Regions from separate parts of the Danio rerio genome. Here region 2 is linked to region 1. A link is a contact called in public Hi-C data. All regions are on one chromosome and are shown on one strand. Each heading gives the region's core, a stretch centred on a gene start, on an enhancer-like site or on the middle of the called end of the contact. The rest is flanking DNA. Distances are from core to core; before and after follow the strand shown. Region 1 holds the start of ttbk2a (tau tubulin kinase 2a). Region 2 overlaps ezra (ezrin a).

The links. A called contact is a pair of places that touch in the nucleus more often than the background predicts.
Region 2: a contact with region 1 is called in a Hi-C map of an unstated tissue, with 3 times the contacts expected there. The contact joins the enhancer-like site here to the promoter of ttbk2a in region 1. A contact is called at or near these places in 2 of 18 Hi-C or Micro-C datasets (caudal fin and an unstated tissue).

The regions. Positions count from the first base shown.
Region 1 is chr17:50,243,399-50,246,932 of GRCz12tu, forward strand. It overlaps ttbk2a (tau tubulin kinase 2a), which reads right to left and starts at 1,809. Exons shown (of 15, transcript XM_009293263.5): 1 at 1,582-1,809.
Region 2 is chr17:50,431,346-50,434,879 of GRCz12tu, forward strand. It overlaps ezra (ezrin a), which reads left to right. Exons shown (of 13, transcript NM_001020490.1): 8 at 156-319; 9 at 1,208-1,338; 10 at 2,032-2,192. Among named protein-coding and RNA genes, the nearest start is that of kcnk3b, 13 kb to the right of the region's middle. Within about 2 kb of position 2,021, at least 18 of the 62 cell types and tissues checked have an H3K27ac peak or open chromatin away from gene starts, as enhancers often do.

The DNA.
Region 1 (3,534 bases), core at 559-3,058:
GTTTTTAAATGCTAATTTATTATCATCCATCATAAAAAAAAAACAAATAAACAAACAAACAACAATAAAAATTGTGAATCTGTTAAACCTTATTTTAAATTAAAAACTGTAGCCTATAGGCAAATAACAAACTGGCCAGCTCATTTCCTCAGTCAGGAATTTGTCCATTTAAATAATAAAAGCCTTCTTTTAATGCTTATTTTATTGGTTATTCTTCTTAAAGCCTTCTTCTATTGGTTATTTTCACAATTTATGATGACGTACTGTCAAATTGGGACAAGAGCTCTAATAGAGGCCCAATTCTGGACATTGTCAGAAGGGAGTGGAAACCCCTCTGGTTTTGGTTTTGGCTAAACTATTGTTTATCCAAAAATGATACTCCTGTCAGATATTTGAAAGAATAAAAAGAAGATATTTGTCAAAATGTTGAAAAAAACGGAAACCATTGACTTCCACAGTATTTGTTTTTTCTACCATGGATGTCAATAGCTTCCGCTTTTCAAGATTTTCAAAATACCATCCTTTGTGTTCAATAGAAAACAAGAAACTCAAAGGTTTGGAATCACTTGAGGGTGAGAACATTGTGAGCATTGTGATTTTTGGATCAACTATTCCCTTAAGATTAAAGTAGCCTACATAAATCATTATTATTATTATTTTTACAACGAGAATAACGAATTACAACGATGCCAAAGCATCAAGTTTAGCATGTTACCGAATAATATTTAAAAATGTCTATAAAGTGGACGACAGAGATGTTCTATTACACACTGAATCATCAGTCACTCTGTTCCAGCTCCACTCCGGGTTTTCCACATCCGGTACGGAACTCAAGTTCCAGGGCGATAAGGGGGGAAAATCACAGTTACCTTCTGGAATATAGTAGGACTTGCTGTTCTAATTGCATTAGCTGAAAACGTCAGACAAATGTAAACGTACAAATGATGCTCAATGACATGATAACATCTCTAAGAAGTAGTGAGATAACGTTAACCCCTCCCTGCATTTAAAGGGCTTAGTGATTGACAGCTGTCATTTTAAGACGTTCACACGTCAACATACTCACGCCAAGGACTGATGTGTGAAACTAATGTACTAGAGGAGTGCAGACCTTTAACGATACAGAAAAATACCGTGCTTTTACCGTGCTTTTTACTCGAAGCGTATTGTATTTGAGCGTATTGTAGAAAAGCCTTTAATCAGATCCTGTTATCAGATCATTACTGAATTCGCTTCTGCCGACAGAGCTGCTTTCACTAAAATAGAATACTTTTATTTCTGTAGACGACTTTTACTTAATAAACTCTATTATCTCCCATATTTGATATTAATATTCGTCTGTTTTAAGGCAGCGGCCCGCTGCTGAAATGTGATCCGCACCACTCGATGTGTTGCGTTGCTATACAGTCAACACAGACAACACATCACATCCAACTACACACTTTACACACCGCATCATGTTCATTCCAATGGATTTGACCTTGAAAACAGTCATATAACCGCATTAGTGCGATCGCAGCTGTGACTGACGGCATGTCATGGAGCTGTGCGTGTGCGTGTGTCCGTATCCATGTTACTCACCTCAGTCCCGATCCTCACAGCGCCGGGTGTGGTTTAAAACCCTAACAAAATGCGATTTACAATCATGTCGAAGACCTTAAATGGTGTAAAAACACAGAACGTTCATCCATTTGTTTATCCTTTGCTCTGACACAAGCACAAACGGCGCCGTGTTTTGGTAAACGTCCGTTTTATGATCGCGGCTCCTTCAGCATCTCTGCAGATTCGTGACGTGGGTCTCTCCGCTGCATGCGCGCTCGTTCGCGACGCTATCGCCCTTCGCAACAGCAAGCGCGCGAACTAGCATTCCACTCTGCGCGGCCACGTAAATTCTCCGAGCGCGTTCTCGAGAGCTGCTTGGACCATAGACTGTGTTGGACTTGTGTGCTATGTGCCCTCTTCTGTTTGAAACCAGGACAGCAAGATTTTGTTTATCACTCAGTTTCTAAACTTCATTGGTCTCTTCTGTGATTCAGTTTCTCACACTTGTTATTAAATGATTTATGAAATTGTACAGATATGTGCAGTGTACACTGATAAAGCTATTCATATTTAGATACGTGCAATAATAGACCTATTAACCTAAAATATAATTGTTAACATTGTTAATTCATCTGCTATTGCACTTGATATTTGAAAAAATGTTTAAAAAATAAAACTGTTACCATTAACTTACATAGTTTTTTTTTTTTTTTTTGAACAACAGCAAAAAAAAAAAAAATCATGAAAGTCTGGAAACTTGTGTCCATTGACTAACATAGTATTTGTTATTTTCTACTATGTATGTCAACAATTACCAGTTTCTAACATACTTCAAAATATCTTTTTTTTTTTTTTTTGGTGAACAACAACAACAGCAAAAGAAAATCATAAAGGTTTAGAACCCCTTAAATATGAGTAAATAGTGAGTAAATTTTTACTTTTGAATAGACCCTTTAATCTTTTTCTTCCCCCAGATAAATGGTCCCTGTCGATGATAAAGTTTCAAAGTACTTTATTGAATATGTAACCATCAGCATCAATCAGCATAATCAGTATCAAGAACTCTTAATCTGTTTTGTAAATAGTAGGCCTATATTTATTGGAAAGTTTAAAATAAATATTATATAGAATATTCCACTTGCTCTAGTGATATTTACCTAAAAGTAAATACTCAGTCATCGTATACAGTGCATCCTGAAAGTATTCATAGCGCTTCAATTTTTCCAATTTTTTTTAATGTGACAGCCTTATTCCAAAATTGATTAAATTCATTTATTTCCTATATTCTACACCCAATACCCCATATAATGACAATGTGAAAAAATATTATTTGAAATTGTTGCAAATTGATTTAAAATAAAAAACCTGAAAAATCACATGTACATGAATATTTACAGCCTTTCTCGTGAAGCTCTAAATTGAGCTCAGGTACATTCTGTTTCCACTGATCAATCTTGAGATGTTTCAACAGCTTAACTGGAGTTCACCTGTGGTCAAATCAGTTGATTGGACATGATTCGAAAAGGTATACACCTGTCTATATAAGGTCCCAGGGTTGACAGTGCATGTCAAAGCACAAACCAAGCATGAAGTCAAAGGAATTGTCTGTGGACCTCTGAGACAGGATTGTCTCAAGGCACAAGGCTGGGCAAGGTTACAGAAACATTTCTGCTGCTCTGAAAGTTTCAATGAGCACTGTGACCTCCATCATCTGTAAATGGAAGATGTTTGGAACCACCAGGACTCTTCCTAGAGCTGGCCGGCCATCTAAGCTGAGTGATGGGGGGAGAAGGGCCTTAGTCAGGGAGGTGATCGATAACCCAGTGGTCACTCTGTCTGAGCTCCAGCGTTTTTCAGTGGAGAGAGTTTTTCAGTGGCCGGACGGAAAATAGTCCCAGCCTGGAATTTGCCAAAAGGCATCTAAAGGACTCTCAGACCATAAGAAACAAAATTCTCTGGTCTGATGAGACTAAATTTGAACTCTTTGGAGTG
Region 2 (3,534 bases), core at 771-3,270, 190 kb after region 1:
GGGATACAAAAATAAGACTTTGCGTCTTTGACCCACATGCAGAATTGTATTTTTAGTTTTAGTAAAGAAAGCTGTTTAAAATATATATAGCTCATTATTTATGCAAACAGCATTACGAGATGCATCACGTTCTGTTCTCTGTCTGTTTCCTACAGGACTTTGTGTTCTACGCCTCTCGCCTGCGCATTAACAAGCGTATCCTGCAGCTGTGCATGGGAAACCATGAACTTTACATGAAGCGCAGGAAACCTGACACTATTGAAGTGCAGCAGATGAAGGCCCAGGCCAGAGAGGAGAAACACCAAAGGCAGATGGAGAGGTGAGGACACACTGTTCAGCGTTATAGAGCCGTGGTCAGATAGAATTCTCACGGTAGAACTTGATTGGCCACAAAATTAAAGTTTAACATAAAATATAAGCAACACAGGCTCATTCTGAAAACGTAGCTCTATATACATTTCTGGAGATCGCCAATTATGTAGCCAGAAGTACTTATGGCTGCATTTCGTCTTTAACACGAACGCTACGGGGTGGTATGCCGTTCCTTTTCGTGCTTGCCAGCTGACCGCTTACCTCCGTATGGACGGCTTTACTGCTGTTACAAGTTCGTCCAGTGGCTCTCAATGTAAGTTGGCAGACTTAAGGTGCAGAGAGGAGTTCACCACGACAGCAGGGTTGAAGTCTAGTGAAGAATGGTTCCAGAAAGCAGATAAAACAATAACAGAAGCCAAAAAAATAAACAAACAAGTAAAAAATATGGTAAAAAATATGGTAAAATCAGAAAGCATGGTAAAAATCAGGTGAAGACTTTTATTTTTCTGGATTGCTTTTCAAAACACTGTCGGTTGAGGGGAGTTGGTGGGCGCTGGTCAATCTGTGCTTTTTAAAGCACTACTGGTTGGGATTAGGGAAGGAGGAAGGTGGGTCAGTCGATCAGTCAGTCAGTCAGTCAGTCAGTCGACAGTAGCCTCTGGTGGATTCATGTGAGAAGAGCAGGCACAAAAGGCACTCGTGAGAGAAATTTGAAATTTCAAAAAGTGCACACGGAGGCCTCTGGTGGATTTGTGAAAACAAAACTGCAAAAAAATATACCTGCTGGGATGTATTTGGCTCTCTCCAGAAATGTTTATTGCGGTACACTTAATCCTCTTACAAAAAACCCAACAGCATTTATTGGACAATTTTGTTCTGACTGTTTTCTTTCTAGAGCCCAATTAGAGAATGAGAAGAAGAAAAGGGAGGCAATAGAGAAAGAAAAGGAGATGGTGGAGAAAGAGAAGCAGGAGATGATGATGAAGCTTTACCAGTTTGAAGAGCAGACCAAAAAGGTTGAGAGAGGTATGAAAATGTGGAGAATCTGTTTTTATATAGCATATGTAAGAATAAAAGTCACAGATATACAGTTAAAAAGCAACTGTTAAATGAAATATAATGTATTTTTTATATTGTTATTATTATAAAACATACATATACACATACAGCTATGGTCAAATTTAGATGAAATGCTTTTACAATATGTATTGTATTCAAGTAACTTAAGTATTTTTTTTTATTCTTCTCATTATTGTTGACTACATTTCCACCAGATTTTCAAAAAGTGTTCACAATTTCACATTTTTAAACAATGCAATACAAATGTTTTAAATTCAAAACATATAAGAAAGCAATATTGGAAAAACAGGAACAGGGTTTGATATCTGTTATTTTTATACAAGTGTCATCTTCAGAAAAAAAACCTTAAATGACAATAGTTTTATTTTAAACTTAGAAGACATGTAATGATAACTTTACAGAATAAAGCAATACTTTACTTAAATCCATTTCTAAAAAAATATATATATATTTTAGGCATATTCTTTTTATATATATATATATATATGTGTGTGTGTATGTGTATATATGGGTATATATATTTAAATTATCATGCAGAATTTTGACAAATGTTTGACCCTGACTGTACAGATACCTGCTTGAATGTTGTATAACTGAGCGTCTGCTGCCCTCTAAAGGTTGATTGTGTGTATTGTTCAGACCTGCGAGAGCAGTTTGAGAGGGCGCGGGTCTTGGAGGAGGAGAGGAGGAAGGTGGAGGAGGAAGCGGCCCGTCTGGAGGCTGAGAGACAGGCAGCTCTGATGGCTAAAGAGGAGCTTGCCAGGCAGGCTGAGGATCAGATGAAAACTCAGGAGCAGCTGGTTAGTGCACACACACACACACACACACACACGCACACACACACACACACACACACACACACACACACACACACACACACACACTTGTATATGTTTTTCTTCACAGGCATAATGTATTTTATACTGTTAAAAGCACATACTATATGGCCTTAACCTACCCATAGCCCTAAAATCAACCCTCAAAGGAATCCTGTGACTTATATTGACTGTCAAAACAGCCTGTTAAGTATGATTTTTTTTTGCCAAGTACAGATGTCATTGTTTATACAGAGATATTTGTTTTATAAACCCACTTCAACAAACCCTAAATACACTGCCCAATATAATGACGGTAATTATAATAAAATAGTGAAGACACAAGAATTTTTTTCAAATTAAGTATCATTTTTAAGCAGTTTTAATTTACAAGGACACAAGGCATGTCCTCGTAAACCCCCTTAAAAGAGTTACTTTACTTATTACACTAGGTCATGCCTATGTCAGGATACAATTTCATCTAACACCAATTTCAAAAAATACTATGAGAATACTTTGTGTATTTTAAAATGAGAAAAGTAGTTTATATGACTTTGAAAGAGCAAATTTTTTAAAGCAATACATTTGTCAAGGTTTCATGCACATATTGCAAAATCAGTCTATATGAATGCACAAGGTCTTGACAATCAAAACAAAAATGCTGCACTACAGTATTCTTTGTGCGGTAGCAATGTTTTTTTACACTAGTGAACAGGGATAATTTAGAATAATTTTTGTGAGTTTATGAAAGTTAAAAAAATCGGAAAAGAAACCTTTTTCATTTCGAGCATATTGTTGTCTGGTAAATGTAACTGTAATCGCTGCTTTCACCAAAATTAATGACAGAGTGCAGATATTGCCACTTACTGGAAAATCCCAAATCAGAACCTGTTCATTAATCAGATAAAACGTACTGTTGAAACACAGGTTTACAGAGATCGCCCCCTAGTAGAAAACAACCTAGTTTTAAAACAAGGTCACTAAAGCTAAACAAATTATTGGCAAAAGTTCATGAAGCAGTGTTTTACCCTTGTGTACTGTTCAAATTGACTATTAATTTAAAAAAAAATGACAAATTTGACCTCTTTTAACAAGGAAAAGCAGCAACAATCAAGAATGCACGATTATATGGTGTCATGACTTGCAATCAAAAAATGTTGTTATAATGGAGGTCAATGGGGCAAAAATGAAAAATGAAAGGGTAGTAGATTGGCCCAAAGTGTATTGTTGAGTTTTTGAAACTTTTCAAAGCATTTTCCCAAAATATTTGTCAAGATAAGGTTTATCAACTAAAACAATCATCCCATTTGCTGTGGCCAAATTAAGA